Regions from separate parts of the Mus musculus genome. Here regions 1 and 3 are each linked to region 2. The links are chromatin contacts, called in public HiChIP or PLAC-seq and promoter capture Hi-C maps. All regions are on one chromosome and are shown on one strand. The core of a region is the stretch at or near the end of the contact, and the rest is flanking DNA. Distances in the headings are between cores, read along the strand shown. Region 1 holds the start of 9530068E07Rik (RIKEN cDNA 9530068E07 gene). Region 2 holds the start of Shroom1 (shroom family member 1). Region 3 has its middle 21 kb from the start of 9530068E07Rik.

Region 1 (4,626 bases), core at 554-3,053, 1.1 Mb after region 2:
CAGACGCGATGCTGACCCAGCTGGATGGAAAGAGAACTCAGAACAGCTGATGTCAGACTGCTTGTGCTTAATGGACTTCATGGCCAAGCTTCATCCACAAAGGTATCTATCAATGAGACTGCTCAGACCCCTTGCCTAACTGGTACTACCTCTAGTTTAAAGGTAACATTCAGCCGGGCAGTGGTGGCGCACGCCTTTAATCTCAGCACTTGGGAGGCGGAGGCAGGTGGATTTCTGAGTTCCAGGCCAGCCTTGTCTACAGAGTGAGTTCCAAGACAGGCAGGGCTACACAGAGAAACCGTGTCTCAAATAAATAAATAAAGGTAACATTTAGAGAGAAAGAGAGAGAATGTGTGTGTGTGTGTGTGTGTGTGTGTGTGTGAGACACAAACTTAGGTGCAGTACCCAAAGAAGCCACAGGTGTCAGATTACTCCTAAAGATGCAGTTACAGACTGTTGCTCTAGATGATTAAAGATCAAAATTATGTCTGCATCCACCAGGGAAATCCTCATTACATTCTACCCAAGATATAAGAGCCTTGGAAAACCTAGTCTTTCCTCCCACAGACTCCAAAACCCTCCAGTTAGGGCAGTCAGCTGCCTGCTTTCAGTGCTGCTGAGGAAGGAAACTATGTATGCAACCCAGCACTGTAATAAAGGGACGGGTGATTGGCTGGAGAGTCTCCCTGGGCAAAGAAGGAAGTCAGCCCCAGTTCACATTAAGTTTTCATCTGAAAAAAAAAATCAATAAAGACTTGGGGAGAAAATGATTGCACGCTGGACAGAAAGAAAAATATGACTACTCAACAATGCTCAGTTTCTCCTGCTAAATCTCTGCCTCGGTTTACAGATTTCACTTTCAAGAACGGCTTTAATATCCTGATTTATGCTATAGCATCTGCAAGAAAAGAAAGTTTTTCTCAAATGAGGCGAGAGGGCGTTCGGTAAAACCTCAGCTCAAGGAAGGGCATCTGCCGCAGACACGCTCTCTCCCTTTGTTTCTAAACTCTACTCCTCCTCCAAGGCCCTCAGCCGGTCAGCGTCCCCGGACTCTGCCTCTACACCAAAAGCCCCAGAACTTCTCAGACCTCAGAGATGGAATCCACAAACAGCTCCTCCCCTCTTCCACTCTGGAACAGTCAATCAATTCAGTCCCAACACTGGGTCGCTGTCCCTATCTTTATCTCTGACCTCACCATTTCGAAGGGGAAAACAAAACAAAAACTTGCCTAGCCTTGCTTGTCCCTCTAACCTCAAGCATCTCTCTTAACATCACTCTCCCCAACTCCGACTATCTCTTCGGCCTGTTTCCTATCCAGTCTGCGAGATCTCTGTACTCCCCATTTTGGGGACCTCCCCCCTCCACACCGAGCGCCCTTCCTCCAGGGAGTGTATTCTCAGAGACTCCGTCCACGACACGGGGACTTCCCGTCCCCGCCCACCTACTCGGGTCTCTGAATCTCACAACCCCACTTCTCAGGCCTGGGGAGACCGCACTGGGAGCGCTTCCCAACTCGGGCCCAGCCCTGGGCGCGGGAACTCGGCCGGTGGGAACCACCGTGAGTCGGCGGCGCTCCGTCCCCGTCGGGCCCGACCCGGTCCCTCGCCGTCTCCCTGCGTTCATTACCAGAGCACAGGACGGGCACGAGCAGCAACGCCAGCACCAGAGATCGCGCCAGAGCCCCGAGGCCCCGGGCGCCCGGCCCGGGAGACAGCTTCTCTCGTGCAGCCCCGCACATTCTGCCCAGGGCGGAGGCGGCCATAACGGACTCGGCCCCCGAGCCTGCGCTGTTGCTAGGTTCTGCGAGGTGACGTCAGATACGCGTCCGAAGCGCACTCCCGAAGCAGCTACGTCCCGGCGTGATGACGTTGCATCTCTGAACCCGAAAGGTTAGCGTGGGAGTGTAGAAAAGGGTGCTTAAAAAAAAAAAAAAAAAAAAAGGCGAATGGGACGGATTTATTTTCAACTGGTGGTTTTTTGTTTTGCTCTGTGGTTTATCGTTGTCATCTTTGAGATGTATTTCAGGGGTCATCGCTTAAGAGCACTGGCTGATTCCCCCAGAGCTCCTGGGTTCGATTCCAAGCACCCCTGTATGTGAGGACTCACACCCATCTGTCCCAGGGTATACGGTGCCCTCTTTAGGCATCCTCAAACACTAGACGTATAACTGATGCAGAAACTCATAAGTAAAACAACTACACACAAGTTTAATACACTTAAGAAAGATTATATATATATATATGGAGCTGGAGAGAATGTTCAGCTGTTGAGAGCATTTGCTACTCTTGCAAAGGACTGGGTTTGGTTCCCAGCACTCAGATTAAACAGCTCACAGCCACCTCTAACTCCAGTTCCAGGGGATCTGACTATAAGACCTCTTTTGATCTCCACAGGCATTAGGCATATGGGGTACACAAACATATATGCAAGCAATCATTTCTGAATTAAAACTAGCCAGGTGTGATAGTGCATATCTTTAGTTTCAGCACTCAGGACGCAGAAGCAGGTAAATCTAAGTGAATTCGAGTCCAGCCTGGTCTACAAAGCGATTATAGAACAGCCAGGGCTACACAGAGAAACCCTGTCTCAAAAAATAATAATGATAAAATAAGCATTAAAGAAACAATAAAGAAAGAGTAAAATTGTGTGTAAGTTCAAATGCCCTCCAGTGCCAGAAGAGGGCGTCTACTCCCCTGGAGCTGGAGGTTGCTGTGATTATGAGCCACCCCATGTGGCTCCTGGGAACCACACCCTGGTCCTCTACAAGCACAATTGCTCTAAACTGTTGAATAATTTCTCCAGCACCCTTTTGGTTTTGGTTTTGAAACAAGATCTCAAGTGGCCCAGGCTGGCCTCAAAATTCCTTTTTTTTTTAATTTTATTTTTTAATTAGGTATTTTCTTCATTTACATTTCAAATGCTATCCCAAAAGTCCCCCATATCCCCCCCCACTCCCCTACCCACCCACTCCCACTTCTTGGCCCTGGCGTTCCCCTGTACTGAGGCATATAAAGTTTGCAAGACCAAGGGGCCTCTCTTCCCAATGATGGCCGAGCCGACTAGGCCATCTTATGCTACATATGCAGCTAGAGACACAAGCTCCGGGGGTACTGGTTAGTTCATATTGTTGTTCTACCTATAGGGTTGCAGACCCCTTTAGCTCCTTGGGTACTTTCTCTAGCTCTTCCTTTGGGGGCCCTGTGTTCCATCCAATAGCTGACTGTGAGCATCCACTTCTGTGTTTGCCAGGCACCGGCATTCAAAATCCCTTTCTACCCAGTGGATAACCTTGAACTCCTTCACCTTCACCTCCCACTTGCTGGGTTATATTTTTGTATACTGAGAGGTTTGTTTTACAAAATGTAAAAAGTGATAGACGTATGTCTTTGGAACATTTGAACCTATTCTCAATGCCAGTGTCTCCTTCTGACTTTCTAGCCAATTTCCTTGCTTTTCTTTTATAACACTATCATCCGGTTAAATATTATCCTCTCTTACAGCGCCCCACACACAAAAGCAAGCCTGCCAAGGCCAACTTGACCTTACTTTGTTTATTGATGCACCCTTAACTACGGAGAAGTGTTAAATATTTGATGAAACACTAAAATATAAACCTTGGGAGGCAGAGGCAGGTGGATATCTGAGTTCAAGGGCAGCCTGGTCTACAAAGTGAGTGCCAGGACAGCCAGGGGTACACAGAGAAATGCTTTCTCCCCCTTTCCCTGCCCACACACACAGGAAAAAAGAAAGAAAGAAAGAAAGAAAGAAAGAAAGAAAGAAAGAAAGAAAGAAAAAGAAAGAAGAGAAGTGTGAATTTAGAAAGTTTGCCTAGAGCCTTGGTACAGTTTCCATCTGTGAGTATGTTGTGTGAATGTTTCTTATAGATTTCAATTCATATATGTTCATTTCACTAATTTTCAGTAAAATGAGCAGTTGGCATTTATTGTGCCCCCAACAGCTTCACTGCTGTCTCTGCAATTCCCTCCCCAGAAACAGCTTGTGTTTTCCCAAAGCCAATTTCTCTGACCCCAAGACATCTTAAAAGCACACAGATTCTGTTAAACAAACCAAGAAGCCATTCATCTACCTCATTTCACAGTCTGCCATAAAGCCCATGTACATGGAATGGTGCCCAAACCTTCCAGATTAGCAGAGGTACAGTCCCTCCAAGCACCCCAAAGCTTTGCTTTCTGCCAGTCTAGAAAATACCAGTGTTTAGAGACTATTTTAGTTAGGGTTTTACTGCTTTGAACAGACACCATGACCAAGGCCACTCTTTGTGTGTGTGTGTGTGTGTGTGTGTGTGTGTGTGTGTGTGTGTGTGTGTGTGTTTCGAACCAAGGCAACTTTTATAAGGACAACATTTAATTGGTGCTGGCTTATAGGTTCAGATGTTTAGTCCATTATCATCAAAGCAGCATCCAGGCAGGCATGGTGCAGGAGTTGCTGAGAGTTCTACATCTTCATCTGAAAGCTGTTAGCAGAATACTGGCTTCCAGGCACCTAGGATGAGGGTCTTAAAGCCCACACCCACAGTGACACACCTACTCCAACAAGGCCACACCTACTCCAACAGGGCCACACCTTCCAATAGTGCCACTCCCTGGGCTGAGCCTATACAAACC
Region 2 (4,391 bases), core at 1,386-3,885:
GTTCCAGGGGATCCCATGCCTTCTTCTGTCTTCCAAGGGCACTTGACATGCGCGTGGTACACACATACATGAAGGCAAAACACACCCATACACATAAAAATTTTTTTAAAAAACATAAAAATAAACCTTAAAAGCAAAAACAGCTTAAGAGACAGAAAGGTGACTCACTGGGCAGGGCTGTCCACTGCACAGGCCCGACAACTTGAGTATGATCTCCAGGATCCATATACGAAGTCAGATTCAGGGGCTGGACCTACGATGGCCCAGCAGTTAAGAGCACTGACTACTCTTACCATGCACCTAACTTTGGTTCCCAGCATCCACACAGCTCATAACCAACTGCGTGCGACTCTAGTTCCAAATGATCCAACACCCTCCGAAGGCTATTGTATGTGATTGACATAAAATAGAATACATGCTTTTCAAAAGTCAGATGCTGTCGTCACATCAGTAATCTCAGCCTACCTACAGTGAGATGGGAGGTAGAAACAAGAGAGTCAGCTGGAAGCTTGAGGACCAGATACCTCAAATATACTTCCTAGCAGCGGAAACAAGAGAGACCTTGACGCATTGTGAATATGCTTGGCCCAGGGAGTGGCTATCAGAAGAGTAGGCATGGCCCTGCTGGAGTAGGTGTGGCCCTGCTGGTGTAGGTGTGGCCTTGTTGGAGTGGGCGTGTCACTGTGGGTGTGGGCAATAAGACCCTCAGCCTAGCTGCCTGGGAGTCAGTATTCTGCTAGCAGCCTTCAAGTGAAGATGTAGAACTCTCAGCTCCTCCTTCACCATGCCTGCCTGGATGCTGCCATGTTCCTGCCTTGGTGATAATGGACAGAACCTCTGAACCTGTAACCCAGCCCCAATTAAATGTTGTCCTTATAAGAGTTGCCTTGGTCACGGTGTCTGTTCACAGCAGTAAAACCCTAACTAAGACATTCACCATGTGGAAGGTGACAATGGACTCCTGAAAGTTCCCCTCTGATGTCCATAACACGCTGTGACACTCATGCTTATACTAACACACACACACATTAAAGTCATTAATGAAAACGCCAATTTATAATGAGCCATTAAACACGTACATATATCTGTTTTCTTATTGCCCCTAACTTATCTAAGGGGTGCTATTACATGGGGTCTCTGTCCATGCAGGATTCCCATATTGTGCCCTTTGTAGGGCTTGCTGTGCCACCAGGGCCTTGGAGCCTCAGGACAAACAACACAGAATTTTGACATTTGTCCCCGGAGCGGGGATTGCAGTAGAGTCTGCTAGAAAAATAGGCTGGGATCCTGGCTGTGGAGGAAGGTACTTGTTACCTGACAAAGGAATAAGGGGGCTCGGGGCTCAGAACTAGGGCTCTTGAGGGTGGAAACACCAGACCTGAAGGATGAAGCTGGCACTGGGGGCTGAATCTCGAGTGAAGGTGGACCCAGGCAAGCAACCAGACGTGGGACTTCAGGCAAGGTTTGTTGGGAAATTTGATAAAGACAATTTTCAGTGGGCAAAACCAGACCAAGGCAACACATGTAAGTCCAGGTCAGGGAACAGGAGAGGCACTGGAGAAAAGTCAAGCTCCGAGCTAATCGGGAATGAAACAGTCCTCTCAAGGGCCACCTCCCATCTGTCTTCCTGTGAGGACCTGTGCAGGCCTTTCCTTGCCTCCAGCCTTCCCTCAGTACCTGGAGGGCTGTTAACTGCACTCCCTGACTCTCCTTAGAGTCAGAGGTTCAGGGTTCAATGCTCAGATCTTAAATCCTAGCATTCCAGGCTAGGTCTGATGGGTGAGCTTTCAGGCAAACTCCTTGGTTCTCTTTTCTAGTCTCCAAAGCTATGGGTGACATTGCACCCCTGTGAGACATCTATTTTACAACATAGTAGCTGGTTATACAGTCTCTGCTGGTCTTGGGCAGACTCTGTGAGACGCAGGTTCCAGGAGGTGTAGAAAAAGCAGAGGGTGAATGACACCTAGGTAAAGATGGTCACTGCCATGGGTACAGCACATACCCCAGGGCAAAAGCTAAGCCCTGGGGACCACAAGGGGCAGCAGAACCACACAAAGAGGTGAGGAAAGAGGCGCTTGGAACACTAGGAGAGCGGGTGGCCTCTGATCAGTGCATTTCTAGGCCTTTTCAGTGGGGTTCACGGTCCGGGAAGATCGGGGGATTGGGAGGGACCCGGATTCTCCAGCAATCGAAGCTCAAGAACAGAGGGTCCTGAGACGGACGCCACTGTGTACATTGCGTCCCTGCAACAGCTGGGCCACCTGGACAGCTCTGTCCCCTGCCAGGCCTGGCCGAGAGTAAAGGTGCGCAGGGGCCCGATTCCACTGGCGCGGCCGGTCTGGACTCCGGGTCGGAAGGTCCAGACAGAATGACGGTCAGTCAGGCTGCTTCGCGGCCACCGCTGTCGCCGCCCCGACCCTCCCGTCCTTGTCTCCCTTTTGGGAAGCAGATCTGTGGACCACGCGCTGTGTGTCCCCTCACCCGGTCCCGCTGCGTACCTGTGGCTCCAGCCCGAGACGCACTTCAGGGCGCCGGCGATCCCTCAGTGACATCCGAGCCCTGGGCTCCAGCTCCCGACGCCACCTCCAGTCTCCGGCCGCAGCAGGGGAGGCGCCACCTCCGGCCGAGGAGGGGCCGGAGTCTGGAGTGGCGGCAGGGCTGCGGGAGCCGCGCCCCTTCCTCTTGCGATTCTGTACGTGGCCCTAGTCCCCGGCCCTGGACCTCTAACCACCGCAGAGAACTCGAGCCGGAGGGCGATCGAAATCCTCCAAGCACTGCCGGATCCGCAGGCAAGACTTATGGACCAGCAGGCTCCTCAGTGCGGAGGTCAAACCCTCCCGGAGGCAACAAAGGCTCACCTTCCTTTCTTCTTCTTCTTTTAACCTTTAAAAAAATTACATTTATTTATTTACTTAATAATTTGGGAAGTAAGTAATGGGGGAAGCTCCCTTGTGGAGAAGTCGGTACTTTTCTTCCACCCTGTGGAGTACTAGATTCCAACTGTGAAGATCTGGTTTGGTGACATGAACATTTATCCACTGGACCATCTCTCCCGGCCGGTTCTCTTAAACTCCACGATGAAAACAGATGTGCCTGGAGTTCCTGCCTCATGCTCTCTCTCCCTCTGAGTGTGCTTTAGATGGCTGGCTACCTGATCAACTCTGCTCTTCAGACCCACATTTCCAAAACCATGCCACCTACTGGACTCTTTCCACAGGCTCTCCTCTCCTGTCTTTGTCTCCTCGCTTCCCATAGCTCCCTCCACCAGACCCACACCGAACGGAGCCCTGAACTTATGTGCTCGAATCTGCTACTAGGAGTGGGGTCTTCACCTTTTGGTAAAGACTTTGAACTCCTAAACTCCCGTCTGTACATCCTGAGTGCTGGAGTCTTTTTTTCAGCTCAGATGACCGGTGCCACCTGGTCCTCATTCTCTGTGTGTGTGGTGTATGCATGTGTACCTCTCGAGATTGGGTCTTTTCTTTTCTTTTTCTTTTTTTTTTTTTTTTCCGTTTTTGATTTTTCAAGACAGGGTTTCTCTGTATAGCCCTGGCTATCCTGGAACTTACTTTGTAGACCAGGCTGGCCTCAAACTCAGAAATCCGCCTGTCTCTGCCTCCCAAGTGTTGGGATCAAAGGTGTGCGCCAACACTGCCCAGATACTATTGGGTATTTTATTCTATCATTTCTACACCTTATTTTTTGAAACAAGGTCTCACACAGAAGTCATCAATTTGGCTAGACTAGCTGGCCAGCCAACTCCATGAGTCTGCCTACACACACACACACACACACACACACACACACACACACACACACACACACACCACATGTCCCCTGCACTGGGTAACAATGTAAGCTGTGGCACCTAGCTTTTCCCTTAGCTACTGCAGACCCAAGCTCAGCTCCTCATGTTTGAGTGGCAAGCACTTTGCCCACTGCCCCACTGCCCATTCGTCTCATGGTCAGCAAGCTCTGTGACTCCAACTCTGTAAAAGTCTGTCCATTTGAGGACTCTGGAGAACTTGCCCAAGTCTCAGAAAGCACAGAGCCACAGAAGAGGAGAGACATCTAGATTCTCATTTTTATGTAAGTCTCCTTACATAGCCTAGGCTGGCCTGAATCTAGAGTTTCAGACAGCTGCCACATGGAAGCTGGGAACCAAACCTAGATCCTCTATTGGGATAGCAAGTGTTCCTAACCATTCAGTTGTCTCTCCAGTCTACCATATACAAATGAAAGAGACAGAGACAGAGACAGAGACAGAGACAGAGTCAGAGACAGAGACAGAGACAGAGACAGGCAGAGGGAGGGGGTTGGTGAGAGGGAGAGAGAAACTAGTTGCAAAAGCAACGGTTTGAGAAAAGTCACTCAGTATCCCAGATGGAATC
Region 3 (4,537 bases), core at 186-2,685, 1.0 Mb after region 2:
AGAGTCAAAGGGCTCAAAGACCATGACCAGGGAAGAAAGGCAGGGGTGTACGTACAAGGTACAGTGAAGAAGCCAAGCACGTGTTTCTGCAAACCTAGCAGTTTCCTGGAGCCTGAGGCAAAGGACTGCTCAGAGACCCCTGCCCCCTTCAACAGAAACTGAAATTTCAGAGAAAAGAAAGGCACAAGAACCACAGGCCCGATGCCATTTCCTGTCCCAGTGTGAGTGGGCTCAGGACACAAAAAAAAAAGAGAGCTACCCCTTTCTACTTCTTAGAAACCTACCCACTGGGGTCTAGATGGCTCAGTGGTTAGAGGCATGTACTGCTCCGGCAGAAGATCCGAGTGTGGTTCCCAGGGCCCAAGCCAGGTGGCTCATGTGCAATGCCAGCCCTAGGGGATCCAATGTCTTCTCATGCCTGCATTCATGTAAACGTGCATCCTTACATGTGGGGGAGATGTATAATTAAGAAATAAATCTTACAGAAAAAAAAAAAAAAAAAGAAAGAAACCCAGAGATAGACTGGGTGATTTTGAAGATGCTGAGAGGCTGTGAAGAGAGGGTGGGCGGGGCCCTGAGCAACCCAGAGGTGTGATCTAAAGGACCACACCCAGTGCTCCAGCAGGCTCCACCCCCTCGAGCTCACACAGCTGCTCTTCTGGAAGAGGAGGGAGAGAACCAGTCTCCAACGCTCCAAGCTTCTCCTTCTTCTTTTCAGCTATGGAGACACAGCTAGGTCAGGCTTTTTCGTTTTGTTCTGGAGTTTTGGGGTTTTTTTGTTTTTTTTTTTGTTTTGTTTTTGTTTTTGGATTGTTTTGTTTTTTGAAACAGGATTTCTCTGTGTAGTTCTGGCTGTCCTAGACCTCCCTCAATAGACCAGGCTGGCCTTGAACTCAGAGCTTCACCTGTCTCTCTGCCTGTGCCACCAGTGCCCAGCTTAGGTCTGAGCTAACAGAGACTATTTTCAGAGTTGGGAGAAACAGGTGATGCTAACCAGGGCCCCCTCAAGGCAGCGGCCCCTTTCCAACTCGGTCCTTATGTTCTTCAAAGATAGAAAAGGAGGGGCTGGAGAAATGTCTCAGAGGTTAAGAGCACTGGCTGCTCTTCTGGAGGACCTAGGTTCAACTCCCAGCACTTACATGGTGGCTCACAACTGTTTGTAGCTCCGGTTGCAGGGGTCCTACACCCTCACACACCCATACATGCAGGCCAAACACCAATGCACACAAAATAGAAAACTAAAAAAGAGAAAAGGGGTCCACTGTGAGGCTTTTCCTGACTTCCTTCAGAGCTAAGATGTGACCAGTGGTCAGCTTAAGTGCTAGGTCTTGAAGACTCTGCTCTCACTCTTGCCCTGTATCTGCAGCTCAGCCCAGGGCAGGGCTCAGTGTGTGCGATGATTAAGTGTCTGAGGCATTAATGCGCTGCCTATGGTTCCCGGGGCTGGAGGAGATGCCAAACTTCCCTTACACTGTAGGTACAGTGTGTCTCAGTGCCAGGCACTATGCTGGTGTTTGGCTTGGCCGAGCCACCTCCCTAACAAGCTCAAAGACATCCCTGTGGGCCCCTTCTTCTGGAACACTGTTGATACACGGCTCTCTGCCTGCAGGCCCAAAGCCAAGAGCCTGGTTTATGTGTTAAAGACACTCAGAAATAAAGCATCCCAGAAGGCCTTAGAAAAGGCTGTGTTCCCGTCCACCCTCAGCCAAGCGGCAGGATAGCCTCGCCTTCCTCACTGTAAACAGACAGACTTAGGTATATAAGGAGAGACAAACTGACAGTCAACAATAAGGTCAATGACTTCGGGGACCCAATAATCTTGCTGCCAAAGGTCATGGGGGAGAACTGCCTTTGCTTGGAGTATGACCGCAAGAGCTCACTCACAGGCTCCAGGCAGCCTAATGAGGTTCAATGGATCAATGGTTCAGGTGGATCAATGGTAGCCTGACTGAGCCAAGGAACCAGGGAGAGCAGCTAGCTCTGCCTCAGGCCTGTCAATTCCAACCACATGGTTCGTTTTATCAAGAAACAACCAGCAAAAAGGGGTTGGTGGGAAGCCGGGGATGTAGCATAGTTGGTAGAGCATTTGCCTCCTATGCACAGAGCCTTGGGTTCGATCCCCAGCACCGCATAAACCAGGCCGGGTAGCATGTGCCTGTAATGTCAGCACTCGGCAGGTAAAGACAGAGGCAGGAGAGTCAGAAGTTCAAAGATGACTTTGACTACATGAAAGCCAGTCTGGGGTACCTCCTTCAACAGAAGAAAGGGAAGGGAGATGACGAGAAGGGAGGAAGTGGAAAGAGAAGGAGAGAGATCTCTGTGATGGAGTGTGGCCCTTCTGCCTAAACAATTATAAAATAGGGGCCAATGCAGTGGCTCACAGTTAAAGGTGCTTCCCATGCAAGCCTAGGAACCCGAGTTTGGTCCTTGAAACTCACATAGAAGTGGAAGAGAAAAACCAACTCCACAGAGCTGCCTCTGATCTCCACATGTGCAGCATTCACACACACACACACACACACACACACACACACACACTATGTGCATGCATACATATATACACACATACAAATCAACACAATTTTTGTTTGTTTGTTTGTTTGTTTGTTTGTTTGTTTGTTGAGACAGGGCTTCTCTGTGTAGCCCTGGCCGACCTGAAACTTGCTCTGTAGACCAGGCTAGCCCATCACTGCCCAGCAACAAACAAATTTAATAATAATAAGAAGGACAACAACAATAATAAAAATAACAAGTAAGCCAGGAGGTCATGACACACACCTTTAATCCCAGCACTTGGAAGGCAGAGGCAGGTGGATCTCTGTGAGTTTGAGGCCAGATCCAGTAACAGGAAAGCCAGAGCTACACAGAGAAACTCAGTCTCAAAAAATCAAACCAAAAAAGAAAAAGTATAAATAAAAACAAAATGAACAGAGCCTACAGGACCCATGTGGGGCACCAATAAGCACCCCAATATAGGTATTAAGGAAACCCAGCACTAGAAAGGCAAAAAGGAGAAAGGGAACATTTGAAGGTTGACTAAAAACTGGCCTACGAACATAAAGAACCATCTGCAGCAGGAAAATCTCTGTGCGTTTGAGTTCAGCCTGTCTGCATAGCAAGTTTCAGAACAGCCAGGGCTACACAGAGAGACCCGTTCTGAAAAGCAGCAACAGAAGGAAAATTAAACCATGAACCCACAAAGCAGCAGCAGCTCACCAAACTCCAAGCAGGATGGCCCCGGGAGGCCCTCACTGCCACAGTGTACGAGACCCAAACTGTGACAACACAAGGACCATGAAGAAGCAAAGAAAAGCAACTTATCCCAGGCAAGGGACCCTTGCACGATCACATTCATCGAGACTCAGGAAACTGAAGACAACGCCATGACTGAGAAGCTGAAAGAGCTGCTCAAGGTGACTGGCATCTATAAATCCCAGCACGTGGCATACTGAGACAGGAGGATTGCTGTAAGTTGAATTGAACTCAGGACCTCTGGAAGAGCAGTCAGTGCTCTTAATCACTGAGCCATCTCGCCAGCCCGAAACTCGTCTTGTTATAATTGAGACAGCATTTTACTATGTGGCCCGAGATAGCCTTCAACTCTTAATCCTCCAGCCTCAGCTTCCCACAGACTAGGATTACAGGCATATGCCACAAACCTTGTAAACCTTTTTGAAAGATGTTTTAACTTACTTTTTTATGTGTGCAAGTGTTTGCCTGAGTGTATGACTGCACCACAGGCATGCTGGTGGCCACGGGAGCCAGAAGAGGGTGTTGGATCCCCTGAAACTGGAGTTACAGAAGCTTGTGAGCATCCCTGTGGGTGCTGAGATTGGAACCTGAGCCCCCAGGAAGAGTGGGCAGTGCTCTTAACCACTGAGCATCTTCCCAGATCCATTTTTTTTATTGGATATTTTCTTTATTTACATTTCAAATGTTATCCCCTTTCCCAGTTTCCCCTCCTCCTGGAAATATCCTATCCCTTCCTCCCTCCCCCTGCTTCTATGAGGGTGTTCCTCCACACACCCACCCACTCCCACCTCCCTGCCCCTTGATTCCCCTACACTGGGGCATCTATCGAGCTTTCATAGGGTCAAAGACCTCTCCTCCCACTGATGTATGACAAGGCCATCCTCTGTTACATATGCAGCTGGAGCCATGTGTACTCCTTTGTTGATGGCTTAGTCCCTGGGGGTTCTGGGAAATCTGGTTGGTTGATATTGTTGTTCTTCCTATGGAGTGGCAAACCCCTTCAACTCTTTCAGTCCTTTCTCTAACTCCTCTATTGGGGACCCCACGCTCAGTCCAATGGTTGGCTGCAAGCATCTGCCTCTGTATTCATAAGGCTCTGGCAGGACCTCTCGGGAGACAGCCATATCAGGCTCCTGTCAACATGCACTTCTTGGCATTCACAGTAGTATCTGGGTTTGGTAACTGTATATGGGTTGAATCCCCAGATGGGACAGTCTCTGGGTCACCTTTCCTTCAGTCACTGCTCTACACTTTATCTCCATTTTTGCTCCTGTGAGTATTTTGT

Evidence for each region. Promoter capture Hi-C pulls out the DNA fragments that hold promoters and counts their contacts. HiChIP or PLAC-seq counts read pairs in DNA pulled down with a chosen protein or histone mark.
Region 1: a contact with region 2 is called in an H3K4me3 HiChIP or PLAC-seq map of embryonic forebrain, with 7 times the contacts expected there. The contact joins the promoter of 9530068E07Rik here to the promoter of Shroom1 in region 2. A contact is called at or near these places in 15 of 39 promoter capture datasets (the 3T3-L1 cell line, the C10 cell line, the HPC-7 cell line and 10 more) and 5 of 115 datasets of contacts at active chromatin or transcription factors (cardiomyocytes, embryonic forebrain, embryonic limb bud and 2 more).
Region 3: a contact with region 2 is called in a promoter capture Hi-C map of hippocampal neurons, with 20 times the contacts expected there. The contact joins the enhancer-like site here to the promoter of Shroom1 in region 2. A contact is called at or near these places in 17 of 39 promoter capture datasets (the 3T3-L1 cell line, 3T3-L1-derived adipocytes, the C10 cell line and 12 more), 18 of 484 Hi-C or Micro-C datasets (the N1E-115 cell line, cardiomyocytes, cerebellum and 9 more) and 5 of 115 datasets of contacts at active chromatin or transcription factors (the NIH/3T3 cell line, astrocytes, embryonic forebrain and 2 more).

The regions. Positions count from the first base shown.
Region 1 is chr11:52,393,605-52,398,230 of GRCm38.p6, reverse strand. It overlaps 9530068E07Rik (RIKEN cDNA 9530068E07 gene), which reads right to left and starts at 1,803. Exons shown (of 3, transcript NM_153117.2): 1 at 1,628-1,803. The coding sequence starts at 1,763.
Region 2 is chr11:53,455,449-53,459,839 of GRCm38.p6, reverse strand. It overlaps Shroom1 (shroom family member 1), which reads right to left and starts at 2,635. Exons shown (of 8, transcript NM_027917.3): 1 at 2,499-2,635.
Region 3 is chr11:52,415,514-52,420,050 of GRCm38.p6, reverse strand. No RefSeq gene overlaps it. Among named protein-coding and RNA genes, the nearest start is that of 9530068E07Rik, 21 kb to the right of the region's middle. Within about 2 kb of position 1,435, at least 22 of the 459 cell types and tissues checked have an H3K27ac peak or open chromatin away from gene starts, as enhancers often do.